Linked DNA regions of Oryctolagus cuniculus: region 1 is linked to region 2. The links are chromatin contacts, called in public Micro-C maps. All regions are on one chromosome and are shown on one strand. The core of a region is the stretch at or near the end of the contact, and the rest is flanking DNA. Distances in the headings are between cores, read along the strand shown.

Region 1 (6,648 bases), core at 1,349-3,848, 98 kb after region 2:
TGAGGCGCATCAGGAGAGGGGCACCAGGGTTGCGGAAGACACAGCAGCTGTCTCTGGGAGACCCCTGTTGACTGCTGGATGCCTCCACGTGCTCAGTGGGGGTGGGGGAGTGTGAACGCAGGGTCTAGTGGGAGCAGCAGCCCCAAAAGGGGACGGTGTGAGGGAACCAGTCCCTGGAGACAGCAAGCAACAGCCGTTGAAACTGTAACTTCCCATGGTCCAAGCCAAGTGGACAGTAAGCATGCTGTCCTCGCCAGGGTCCAGGGCTCAGGCTCCCCTTGCCCCAGCACCCTCTGGGCCCATCCTGGCTCCCTGGGCCCAGCCACAGGCCTCAAGGAGGGCCTTTGGGACACGGGCAGCCTGGAGCAGGCGTGGGATCCCTGAGAGCAGCAGGCACGGGGAGCGCGTGCCAGGGGCAGGAGCAGCAGCCCCCCTGCTGCAGCGGAGCCCAAGCATCCGGGTCCAGGAGTCAGTTCTGCACCTCCCAGCCTCAGTCACGCGTGCCGTGCAGGTGGACCTCACAGTGCTGTCAGTGAGGATTAAGTGGATTAGAAGGAAGCAAGGCACCGAGCGCAGAGCCCAGCGTGTGGCCAGCGGGATGATGGCAGCCTCCCTGGGCCCAGGGCTGGCACAGGTGTGCCAAGGAACCAGGGACAAGTGACCGAGTCGCTCCCAGCCCGGGACCTTTCCAAGAACCTAGCTGGCATCCGTCCCTCCCCCAGCTGGGGCTCCAGGCCCGGGACTACAGGAGGTTTCTCACCGTGGCAGGCAGATCGCTGGCTGGGGGTGTGGGCAGCCACAGTGACCGACCCTCGGCAGGATGGATGCGGCTTTGCTGACAGAGAGTCTGCGGCCAGGACATGCCAGCGGTGCAGCTCTGAGGTCGGCACTGGGGAGCCAGGCCTACCACGGCCTCGCCACCCCGGCCAGGGCCCCACCAGGGGCAGGCATCTGCTTTCAATCAGCTGCCCTGGCCCCGGAAACCGGAGGGGCTGGGCCCGCCCTGCAGGGCCCCTGTCTGGCCTTGGAGAGTAGACAGAGGACAAAGGGGACAAGAAAAAGCTGTAGGGACCCAGACCGAGGCACGAAGTCCCCAAGTGGCTCACACCAAACCCTCTGAGGCTCCCTTCGGCAAGGCTGTTGCCCCTCCCAGCCCGTCTGCTCCCCACCCCCCGCCACCGCCTCCCCAGGAGAGTTTTGGGCTGGGCCCCTTGCCCAGGGCTTGGTTCACACGGGGTCCCCTTGCCTGCTCTGTGTAGGCCGAGCTTCGTCCTTAAGCCTAAATCCTATTTCTGCAGGCCAGCTCCTGACCCCACGCCCATTCCCCAGTAACCAGCCTGACCGACACGACGCGCTTGGTTCTCGGTGTCCCTCTAGCTACATGGGGCCAGCCTCGTCCCTCTAGACTGTGGGTCTGTCTTCCTCAGGACTATACCCCTAAAAGCCAGCCCAGGGCCTGCCACAGAGCACAGGCTCCACAAACACTGGTGGACTGAATGAGCCGTTCAAGCACTTTCCTTCTGTGATCTTCAACTGTTTCATCTCCACTAGCTCCCTAAGGGGTAGTCAGCACTTAGGCCCATTATACAAGCCCAGAGTCAAGGTCACAGGCCAGTTAACAGAGCCCGCTCCTAATCCCTACTTGTCCAAAACAGTAAAAAGAGAGGGAGAGAGAAGGAGAGGGACGGAGGAGTTGGAGGGGGAGTGGGAGGGGAAGGCGGAGGGGGAGGGAGAGAGCATCAGAGACCAGGAGAGGCTTGGGTGCCAGCCCCGCCCCGGCAGCTACGTTCTATCTGGACGCAGAATGATCAGCACGCCTTATGCTGGAGAGAGTCCAGTCAGGGACCCACAGCACCCCCCTTCTCACGCCCTGCCCTTGAGATGGTCATGCATCAAAAAAGGGGGAAAAAAGTAAGAAAAGAACAGAAGGAAGGGACTGGGATCTTCACCACCACCACCATTTCAGGCTGGGGCCCCCAAACCCAAGGGAGCTTCCCTCCCCCACAAAGAAAGTAGGCTTTGCAAGTCGCCACCCTGGGGTCAAACCAACGCAGAAACGGACAGCGGTGAAGTCTCTGAGCCCCGATATTCTCCTCTGGGAACCACAACAACAGCAGGGCTGCACCCCGTAGGCTGCAGTGAGGCTTCTGTGAGACCAAGAGGTTAAGAGTCCAGCGGAGGGAACCGGGAGTCCCTGGCTCCTGAGGACCGTCCTTTGGGCCTTGAGTGGTCTTGCTGTCGGTGGCACACAGGGCTTGCTCCTTCTATTGGGAGCACCTTGAGGCTGGGGCTCCTGGGCTGGCACAAGCCGGGGCTGGGTGCTCAGCCAGCTGTGTGAACACCTGAGCGTTGGCTTGGGTCCACAGCCAGGAGAGCTGAGCAGGCGCTAGGAGCTCAGCTCCTGCCTGCACGCAGGCAGCGCAGGAGGAACGGGCAGGGGCAGGGCTGAGCGGAGGGATGTTAACTCCGGAGGAGGAGAGGAGAGGATGTGACAGGGCCGGGGTGGGGGGGTGGGGGGGTGGCACGATCCAGAGAAGAGGCTGTGCTGGGCGGCAGGAGGCTGGCCTGGGAGAGGGGACAGGATGCCTGCGGGGGAGGGCAGGGCTAGCCCGGCCCTTGGCCTGGGGCTGGGAACAGTGCGGCTGAGCTTGTCTCAACAGCACCTGCCTAGAATAGTACCTGACTCGCAGCTCGTACTCAGTAAATACTTATTAGGTGAACACACAAGAATGAGGTGTTTCTACCAGCTGCTTACCTGGGGTTTCTCTGCCTCTCTCGACCCCGGCGCCCCTCACAGCCATCTGCAGAATGCTGCCACAGGGAGCAAATTCCGACACAGGCACCTCCACCAGGAGCTGGCTGGTGCCCCCCCAGAAGTCACACACCAGCAGCCTGTGCCCAGGTCACAAGCCTTCTCTGTTTGGCCTGGGCTGTTTTGTTGTGTTCCATGTACAACTTGAATTAACTGCTAACGCTTAAAAATACAAGTGCCACCTAAGATGCCAGGTGCCCAGGTTCTCTGAAGACTCACGCCGGGTCTGCCCTGCCGCCTGCCTCCCAGGGCCTTGTCTTCCCTCACCAGCGTCTTCACTCCCTCACCTCCCACCCTGTCCCTGCAGATACTTGGGCTTGGGACCCCCGCCACAGACTACAGCCCAAATTCCTCAGCCAGCCCCAAGGCCTCGGTGACTTAACCTACAGGGTGAACGTCTCCACCTGGTTTGTCCCCAGTTGGTAAAATGGTGCCATCTGTGCCCGGGCACCATCTCAGGCTCTGGCCCCCATTGCCATCTTGCACAGTAAGCTTCTGTCCTAAGACCAGCCTGGCTTGCCAGTAGCCAGGTGACCAAATGGCCCAACCACAAACGTTGGCCAAACCACAAGCTCCACCCCTACCTACCCTAATAGGATTCATTGCTCTCACTTCCCTACCCCTGCAAAGCTATAATGGGACCTGCTTCCCACACGTGTGCCCCCTCGCTCGCTCTCTCTCCCTCTGGCCTGTCGGTTTCCCCCACCCAATCATAAACTTTCCTCTAACTCTGGCATCTGGTGTGTTTTGTGGTGGCCTTTCACCCGCTGTCCTTGTCCCCAAGTACTGGCCACACCACACTGCACCACGCTCTCCAGGCGCCTCTGCCCTGCCACACCCTTGCACAGGCTGGACCACAGCGCCTGGTGCCTGTCCCCAACGTGTGGCCCACACTGATGCTCACGTGGGCTTCCACAAAGGCTCAAGGCTCCTTTGGCGGTGGAGTTTCATCTCTGCTGCCGTGGCCAGCGGCCTCTGGCGGGACCTCCACAGCCAGGCAAGTGCAGGCTCCTGCATCTGCCCTGACCCACGGGGCTTTGGGGTTCAAGGGGCCTGTTTTCCTTTTAACTCTGGTACTGTTTCTCTGGGAAACCGGGCTTTCCCCAACTGGATTTACGCCCAGTTCCTGGCTCGGTGTGACATAAGACATAGAGAAGGTGCGAGAACGAGAGCAGGGTTTATTTAAAGGGATTAAGGCGGTACTCCGCACTCCCAAGCGACTGGGCAGCCTTCCTCCCAGCGGCCGCACCGGTAACTTCCGACTGTCTCTTTACCGGGTGGCCCCATAAAGCAGGTGGAGTCTGGGCGGGGCTTCAGTGTACTCGGTGATCTCTGGGAAGGTTTCATGGAGTTTCCATATTATGCGTGATGGACGAGCCGAGGCTGCCGCCATGTTGGAATGACCTGGAAGCATTGGGATTTTAGCAGGAGGGACTTGTGCGGAAGGGAATGGTAGCAGTCTCAACTCCCTGCCTAGCCCATATCAGTGCCTGCACAGGGTCTTCTAGGCCCACTCAGCATTTTCCTTGAAGGAATAACTAAATAGAAGCCCTTGATTTCATGAATGGCCAGAGATAAAAAAAAAATCCCCTAACAGGCCCAGATACTTGTAGGAGTCTTGGTTTTAGGTTTTATGACCCTATTAAGGGCTGCATTTCTTCACATCTATGTCAACATGCATACACACATACACACACGTGTTCAGTGTGTGCCCCCCCCACACACACGGCAGATGCTGCTCCAATCAGGCCCCTCTAGAAAAATGAGCAAATGGGACAAGTGTGGTAGTGGGATTCCATCTCACTACCACACACACACACATACACACACAGGATTGATGTCACCCTGCAGACAGGCACACACGTCCTCCAGGGACTACCTCCGAGCACCTCCTTCGATGCACCCAATCAGACACCTCCGTCTCATTCCAGACCTTTCCAGATCCTTCTCCCACCAAAACAGCCGTGTCCTCCGTTCCTGGCCTAAGTTTACTCCTTGGACCCAGGCCACTAAATCCGTTATGGAGCCAGAGAGCCCCAGGCAGAGCAAGTGGCAGAGACTGACTGTCAAACGTCACAGATGAGAACCAATCAGCCTCAGCTCAGGTGGGCGGAGGGGCGGGAGTGGGAGCAGAGGGTCTGAGCCATTGGACTCCACACCTGCCAGGCCTCAGGCCTCGCAGCAGCCCCTGGGCTGGGTGCGGCCAGGCCCCCACTCACAGATGCGGAAGCGGCCCGCAGCTCAGCAGCCGTGAGCCTGCACTCCAAAGCCACGGTCTTCCATGCCATGTCCCAGATGTCAGGACAGAGGTCCCCTGAATCTGGCTGATGGGGACCAGGATGGAGGAAATGGGAGCTTGTTGCCATGGAGTCACACTGTGCATGGCCACATCATTCAAATTCATTGTCCAGATACAGTTGGCTGTGAAGCCAGACTGTCCTCCTGCAGAACAAAGTCAACGCTTGGATGAAGGGCCAGTTCTTACTCTCTCCCTGCTCAGAGGCTGCATCCGGGCCCCAGGCCAGGCTAACAACGTCAGTGAGATAACACGGGGCAGTGAAAGCAAGAGTCGGGCAGTGTCTTTATGTCTGCAGCTTCCTGGCCCTATTTTAGAGAAATAGCTCAGGCACAGCAGGGTCGGTCACTGGCCACCCAGACACACTTCCAGGGGACAGGCCCTGGTCTGCCTGCCTTGGGGCCTTGCACTGGCTATGTCGCCTCTCAGCCTCAGTGCCATGCAACTGGACAGAAGATCCGTTTCCTTTAGAACAAGAATGCAGTGGACAAGATTAAGCCCTTAGGCCCACGAAGCCAGCCCAAGAGGCTGCAGGGCACTGATGGGAAGAGGTTAGGGCATTTTTCTCCCCGCTAGAGCCCCAGGCCAGGGAGGGGCATCCTGGGGTCAGCAGAGGTCCCAGCCCTCTGTCTCCCGCTGCCAATGTCATTAATCATCTTCCCTGCCAGTCCTCCAGGAATGTGGCAGCCTCTTCAAAGTCATCCTTGGGTTTAAAAAGCAAACCAACCTGGAAACTTCTCGGTCAGCCGCGATGCTGCAGGCAGGTTAGGAGTCAGGGGCCAGCTCCTGGCCTCGCTGCCTTGCCCCTCCACCCTGGCGTCCCCACACCCAACGTAGGAGGGGACAGTGTCATGCCAGTGAATACACCTTTAGATTGGAGGGTGGGTGCCCAGAAGCCTGAACCGCCCCCCCTGCCCAAAGCAGTCCCACCTCAGCCACCCCTGCTCCTTGGCACACGCAGGCTGGGGTTCATCGTCCAGAACCCACTCCCCAGTTGGGAGCCCTGCAAGCCAACTCACAACCTGCCTGGGACCTACACCCGTGCTCAGGGAGCATTTCCTCAAGGATGCAGGCGGCTGGAAGGACGGGCAAGAGAGGCCAGGGCCAGCGGGGAGCCTCTCCCTGTCCCCCATCGGCCGCCGTCCTCCTCAGCACCAATGGTGTCCCACCGTGCCTGGCCTGGGGACCTTCTGCTAAAGGGACGAGGGCCCCATGCCCTAAGTGCCTATAAACAAAGGGAAAATATGCAAACACTCAGCCCACTCAGCAGCACGGGGCGTCTGCAGCTGCACAGAGGGGTGCACAGGTGCAGACCACACTGCTGGCTCCAGGGGTAGGGCTGGCAGAATGCGCACTAGCTAGAGGGGGTAGGTCTAGGGCTGGGCCTCCACTCGAGGGCCCATCGTCCATGAAGGCATCTCAGAGAGCCAGTGGGTGTACTATGTTTAGCCATGGTGAGGTTTCTGGGATTAGCAAGACTTCGAAGGCTTTGGTGTTGGCTGGAATTTCATCAACTTGGTGCAGAAACACTGGCTATCTT
Region 2 (6,903 bases), core at 4,241-6,740:
GCCAGCCACGCCCCATCCCAAGTGGACTGAGGGCGACAGCCCGCCCTACCCCTGCCCCCGAGGGAGGGGACACACTGCTGCAGGGACAAGGAGGATGCTGCCCTCCCTTGTCTTTCGTTCTCGCTCTTGGGGATCTAGCACTGTGGGAGCAATGGAGACGTGGATTGTGGTTAGGGACATCTGTGGGGTTCTGGAATCCCAGGCTTTCATCAGGGTAGATGTGCAGAGGGGCTGTGAGCTCCAGAGAACCCCCCACCCCCACCTTCTTTGCGTGCCTTCACTCATGTCCTTTACTGCATGGCCTTGTCAAATCCTCCAGGACACGGGGTTTCCAAGGCTACCCCAGGGCTCAGAGAACAACCCCAGTGTGAGAGGAAGCAGATTCTAGGCGTAGTGGCACCTTTGTGTGAGGTACAAGATGAACAGAACTAAGTGGTTCGGGGGCAGTTGGGAAGGCATGGCGGGCGTTGGGAAGAGCCTGTGCAAAAACAGGGAGGCAGGAAGGCACAGAGAACATGGTGGTGACACTGGGCTACAAAGCCCTTAGGGTCCTAACAGGTTTAAGGGAGGGAAGTGAAGGTAGCAGTTGGGGCTTGAGAGAGCTCCCCCTAGTGGAGAGACGATGGTGCACTGGAAGCAGGGAAATGGTTCAAACAAATGATTGGGGGGATGGAGGGTGGGGGGGGGGGAGGGCGGCACCCAGAGCTGCTGGGAGGCAGAACCGGCAGCACCTGGTGGCTGGCTGAGTGTGGGGCAGGAGGAAGGGTTAGACTGCTCTTCTGGCAGCTGATGTGTCTGCCGGATGGAGTCCATAAGAAAGGACTCAATCTGGAAGGTTGGCCTCGGACCCCAGAGCCCACCTGCGGGCGTTCCCATCAGGCCTCCGCCATTTACCAGCTGTGCTCCCCCATTCTCCGGGCGCATCGCAAACAATGCCAGTTTTAGTGGACCATTTAGCGGGTTTGAAGATCTATGTCAGAAAAGTGCCTGGCACCTAGTGAGCACTTGCTGTGTGCCAGGCCAGGAGAAGGGAACAGCAGGGAGCTTGAGTCCTGGCTCCTCCCCTGCCCTGACCCCCTAGACTTGAGCACCCAGGGGCACCTCACACCCTCATCCTGTCCAGCTCTAGGACTTCTTTGTCGGCACGTTCCCATGTGCACTCCACCATACATGGTGCACGCATGCCTGTCACTCACCAACTGCTCCTGGTCCACAAACTCAAAGGCAATGTGGCATGAGGTCTCCATTTGACTGTCAATCTGTAAAGAGAATGGGCCAGTGGTTGCAGGGAGTCTGTAACTCAACTGACCTTGCCTCAGAACAGGCAGCTAGTTTCTGGGGGGATCAGGATGCGACTTTCATCCACCTGCCACAGGTGGTAAGACAGAGCCAAAGCTAGAGGGAGGTTTGTGCCTTAGGCGTGCCTAGGGGAGAGCTGTAAAAGAACAAAAAATAGCTCCTGCCTCTACCTCCCGGGCTGTGGGACCAGCCAGTCTGTCTCTGGGAAGTAGTGGGCACCCTATCATGGCAGAAACTCAAGCAGAGACTGGGCAAGCGCTGGGGATTCAGGATCTGTAGGGGCTGGGGCTGGACACCTTTGATCCCACGAGCAGTGGTTCTGTGTCTGGAGCCTCAGAGAACGAGACGGCTCTTGGCCTACCTTGGATTACTGCAGTGGCTCCATGCAAAAGGACCAGTACAGGGATGGGGGGAGGCCAGAGGCCCAGCCTACAGGGCCCTGGAGCCAGCTTTAGCCTGTACTGTCTCACCCTGCCTGGCTGGCCAGAGGAAGCATACATTTCCCCCTGAGCCGGACAGCAGCCATGACAACAACCTGCTTCTGCCTGGCTGGACCACGTCTGGGGCTGTTGACGACTCCGCCAGCGCGATCAGAATGAGACATGGGCATCCCGGTCCCAGCGGCGAGAGCCAGGGACGTGAGGGTGGAGGGCTGGCAGTTAGGCAGGAGCCTGCCCTCCACCTCTGGGTGGGGCTGCAATGCCAGGCTGGCAGCATATCTGGGAGTCCAGGAGCTGGAGGCAACATCTGGGCCCAGCAGGCACACTGGGCTGGCTTCCCAGAGGAGGCTGCCCCTGAGGGAAAGCAGGCCTTGGAGCCTTTTCAGAGTCCACAGTGGACACTCCTGGGCAACCAGTAAGCCAGGGGAGTCGCAAAGGGCTGCAGAGTTGGGGACACTGAAGGGGATGGAGAGAAGGGGGACGGAGAGAAGACTCAGTGCAGCTGGCTGGGAGCCCTCTGTCCCGTGTCCCTCCCACTGCCCGTGCTCGCTGCCTCTTGCCTCAGGTTCCGCAGTGGGAGAAGGCAGGGTCAAGGCCCGGCTAGGCACTCACCAGCTGCTGTAGGGACTGCAGGTGCCCGTTCCCGATGATGTGGCTGCAGTGCTCAGACACCACCTCGGCGACACTCCTGCTCGCCAGGAGACAGGCCAGCAGCATCCAGGGGCCCAGCCATGTCTGAGACAGAGAGGGCGTCATTTCTCCTCGGCTTTCTCTCTCCCCAGTCACCCTCCTTCCCTGCTGAGGGCCGAGAAGCAAACACCTGAGACCTGCAATGCCTCAAGCTCTGGCCTGCACCCCAGGATGTGGCATTCCCCAAATCCACTCTTCCCAGGGTTTCCTAACAGTCACAGCACAAGCTCCCTCTCCAGCGGTTAACAACATAAATGTCACCTTCTCCAAGCAGCCGTCCCCAATAAACCCAAGGCAGCCTGCAGCATCAGCACTGAGCCAGGCAGCTTCTGCGCTGCCCTCAAGTTCACGTTCATGCACCGGCTTCTGCACGCAAGCCAGACACAAGTACCCCCGGGGCCTAGCCCTTCCTCCCACCTGGCTCCACACAGATCTGGCTCTGCCACTAGACGAACCAGGGGACCAAACTCAGTTTCACTGGGAACTCATCCCATGCCAGAGACCTCTTGGAGCCCAGCTGATGAATCAGAGGCAGCAGCACTAGCTCTGAGCCATCCCTGCTGGGCGTCTTCCTGGGGGAGTCCCAGCAGCCTCTGCAGTCAGCCAGCTCCTAGAGTGGCAGAGAAGTTTGCTCCCACTCTGAGCACCCACCTGGCCCAGCAGGTGCTCCGTCCCAGAGTGACGGCACCGGGTCCTGATGCTTTGTCTTTTCCCTTCCTTCCTCCTCACCAGCGTCCCCTCATCCCTCTCCCTGGTGCTAGGTCTCCCCATCCTAGGCTGGCAGCAGCAAAGCCCTGCACTTGCTTTCTTCAGCTAGAGGTTGCCTCTTGGGCGCTCCTGGGCCTCTTGGCGGCTGATGCTTGTGGGTTGCGGGCTGGCACTTTCCTGGGCTCTGGGCTTGGCCTCAGAGATGCAGATGATGAGACAAACACTGCACCTAAGGAACACACTGGGAAAGCTATGCAAATCAACAACAGCATGCTGATTTACACCTAACCAAAGCCCGGATGCTTGCCAGCTCTCACCACAGAGGCGGGGCAGCTCTGCACGAATGGCGGGCAGAGGGTGGGAAGGAGGGGCCCCGCTGAGGCCCTAGAAGCTGGGGAGGCAGACATTGATGGCAGGGGACGAAGGGGGCACACCATGGCCCAGTGCCATTCAGCACGGGGACTGTGAGGGGTCTGGCCTGGCCTGGGGGACAGAGACTGTCAAAGAGCAGGAGGACAGTCACGGGGAAGCAGGGACCTCAGGCTCTGGGACAATCGGGGAGGTAGCCTTGGGTGGGAGCAGCTGCCCAGACCATCAGGAAACCCGGGGTGGGAACCTGTTGGAGGGAACTGGCCACACAGAAGGTGTCTGGGCCCCAGGCTGCCTGCTGGTGAGACTCCGAGCCCCTGGTGTGAACGTTACACAAGAGCCCGCCACAGAAGGGGATGAGAGAAGACAGCCTCCCCTCAAGCACGTGGTGCCCAGCCAGGTGAGGCAGCGCTTCCTTCGCCTGGGGTGGCCTGGCTGGGGCACTTTGCACAGCCACCACACAGGGGGCTGACTGACTTTGCCCCTAGACCTGGAACCCCAGTTCTGCCTCTAGGGAGGACCCAGCTGGGTGCCCAAGGGTTAATCCTCCAAGCCTGCATCTGGCTGGGCAGGCTCCTGTCCTGCTTCCTTCTTCCTCCCTCCCACCAGTCTGGGCCTCTGCCTGTGGGAGCAGCACTGGGCAAAAATCAGAGAGATGCTGAGACGCTGGCTCAGCCCAGCTGTCCATCATTCGCCACCAGCCTGCTCCATCTCCGCCTTCAACAAAGGCTCAGGGGGACCCTTGGGCTGCTCCCGTCTAACCCCAGCGCCCTTCTCTCTCCTGTATTTTCTTTCTCTTTCCTCGAACTCTCACTTCCAGCCCCTTATTTTCGCCTTGTTGCTAACAGCCCATCCCTGTCCCTGTGCCCTCAATCGGGTGCTTCCTCCCCTGGAGATCCACTCCTCTCCCCATCTCACCCACCTGCAACCCTCTGCCCTCTAGGTGTTTGTCTGCTGTTTTTCCCAGGTCCCCACCACCACCACCACATCCGCAGGGCTCCTCAGAAGCCAGCCCATTAGGAGACCACTTATTGTTCTTGAGCAGGGGCCACACCAGCTTTCTAGGCGCTGCAGCAGCTGTTGCCATCGCAGGACAGGGGTCTCCTAAGCAGCCCTGGCTCGACAAAACCGAACTCCTTTCCACCTTCCTCTACCGACCTGAAGCTCAGCATCTCCCCAGCTGAGTTTGCAAGAAAGGGACTCAGGGCTAGCAGGAGACGCTGGTGCCTGCGCCCTAACTCCAGCAGCCCCCGCTTGGGGGCTGGAACAAGCAGCGGCTTGCCCATGCCCTTCCCTCCGCCAGCAGGTTGCCCAGCACAGGCCCTGACGCCCTGCAAGCTGGGTGACCCCAGAACTGTTCCATCCAGAAGTGCCCCTTCCCCAGCAGGACCTGGAAGCACACGCGTGGCCCCAAGAAGGTGCCCAGTGGGGAAGGCGCCAGGCTCGGCGCCCAGGCGCCCAGGCTGACAGGCGCCCCGGCTGACGCGGGGCCTCCGCCCCTGGCTGCAACCCCTCTCTCCCGCCTGTGGCTGGCTCAGCGTTCCCCTCCGCGCAATGGGGTGGGCAGCCTTCCCTGTGCCGGGAAAGCGCTGCAGCTTCGGCAGCAGCTGCAGGGCAGGCGGGGGCTCGCACGGTCCTTGCTCAAAGGGGGTCGGTCAGGAAATCCGAGCCCGCGCTCGCTGCCAGGGCGCCAGGACAGCTTTGAGCCCCGGGCTGGGGGCTCCGAGGGGCCCTCGCCCCTGGCCGGCCGGGCTCCGCGCCTCGGCCGCTGCTTACCGTGGGAGGGCAGCGCCCGGCGGCGCCCCGCGCGGTCATGCGGGCAGCTGGGTCCCGGCCGGGCGCGGCGGCCGCCCTCGCTCGCTCGCTCGCCGGCCGCTGCGGAGTGGGCTCCCTGGCCGAGGGCCGCGCAGCTGTCCGGGCTGTAGAGAGCGGCGGCGGCGCCGACAGGACCCAGGCGAACTTTCACTTTCCCCGGGCCGAACGTCGCTGGCCAGCCCCCGGCACAGCCTTTTAAGCGGCGGGCTCGTGGGGCATGTGGTTTATGGGAAATCAGCCTGGACAGGCGCCAGAGACACACACGCGCGCGCGCGCGCGCACACACACACACACACACACACACGGACACAGACACACACTCCCAAGGCCCACTGAGCCGCCTCCCCTCCCCCAGCCCGCCGGCCGGTCGCCCCGCTCGCTTGCTCGCTCGTTTGCTTCCCGGTCGCCTTCTGTTTTCTGTGCTCCACTCTGCAGGCTCCGCCGCCCACCTCACCCCGCCCTTCCTCGCGCCCTCGGCGCACAGCCTCTCCTCCTGTGCTCTCCACACCGATTCGGTGCTGTTACTCTTTTTCCAGCGCTTGTCCCAAGGGACTTTCCCTCTAGGCCTGGAAAAACCCCCTAGTCGGAACAGGAAATTGGCCGAGAGCAGAGACAGGCACTTGGGAGGGAGGACAAACCTGAAGACTGTCTCCCGCCTGGTGCTCGCGGCAGCCCCGCGTGGAGACAGCAGCTTTGCAGGCAGCCCCAGGCTTCCCATGCACCCCCAGCCTCTTGGCTTGGCTCCTTTTTTGGGGGCAGGAAGGCCAGTTACCTGTATCCTGTGACGGAGAGCTGCCAGCCTCTGCTTTAGATGCCAGGAGGCACTGCAGGCGCTTGACCGCAGACGATGTGAATGTTGGCCAGTGCCCATGCTCCCTCCTGGCCACCAAGCTCAGCTCGGATGGTAAAGGCCTGCACGGCCCGCACTCTTGGATTTTCCTGGATGCTTTTGGAAATGTACTCGCTGAGGTGGTTAGTCAATGAGGTCTGATTCCAGGAGCCTGTGAATTCTAACAACTTCAGGAGTCTTATCTTTCTTTAATTCATTACCATTCAATGCACTTCAATCCCTCTGTGAGGCCGCCCACCCCTACGCCCTGGGAAATACAGGATGTATGACCCAGTTGCCAAGAGGTGTCTTGCTCTGACACAGCCCTTGCTAAAGCCCAAGCAATAGTTTGATCCCTGCGGGCCTTTGCTCCAATGGCCCTCTGCTTGGAAGGCTCCTTTCACCACTTGTGCTTAAGGCAAAATCCTCAGCCCTTAAGGCATCTTCTGCCTGTAGAGGCTTGGGTGATTCTCCCAGCCAATCAAAGACTTCTCTTCCCATGCGTTTCCACCGGCCTTGGCTCATTCCTCCACAGTGGCCCTGGGAACTTGGTGGTCGTCCATTCCTGCTCCATATTTGGAAAGCATCGAAGGTGGCACTGATAACTATACTCTGCCCCTACACTGGACTAAGACTTCCTCCAGATGGTTCCCACGTTCGCTTAGTGCTAGCACATAGTAGGTGTGCAGTTCATTGTGGTTGGACTGAATGAGGCTGTTGGAAAATAACACATTCATTTAGCAGAGGTGCACT

The links. Hi-C and Micro-C count contacts between places; a contact is called where the count stands out from the background.
Region 1: a contact with region 2 is called in a Micro-C map of ear pinna, with 4 times the contacts expected there. The contact joins the enhancer-like site here to the promoter of CSF1 in region 2. A contact is called at or near these places in 3 of 6 Hi-C or Micro-C datasets (ear pinna, embryonic fibroblasts and an unstated tissue).

The regions. Positions count from the first base shown.
Region 1 is chr7:60,525,128-60,531,775 of mOryCun1.1, forward strand. It overlaps LOC103350101 (a long non-coding RNA gene), which reads right to left. Exons shown (of 3, transcript XR_007923939.2): 3 at 3,976-6,648. Among named protein-coding and RNA genes, the nearest start is that of EPS8L3, 21 kb to the right of the region's middle. Within about 2 kb of position 2,599, at least 2 of the 8 cell types and tissues checked have an H3K27ac peak or open chromatin away from gene starts, as enhancers often do. A contact at or near this core is called in ear pinna, where this site is marked.
Region 2 is chr7:60,424,275-60,431,177 of mOryCun1.1, forward strand. CSF1 (colony stimulating factor 1) reads right to left here and starts at 5,491. Exons shown (of 9, transcript XM_051857408.2): 1 at 5,283-5,491; 2 at 2,352-2,534; 3 at 1,197-1,259. The coding sequence starts at 5,321. All of the region lies in intron 1 of LOC138850581 (a long non-coding RNA gene), which reads left to right.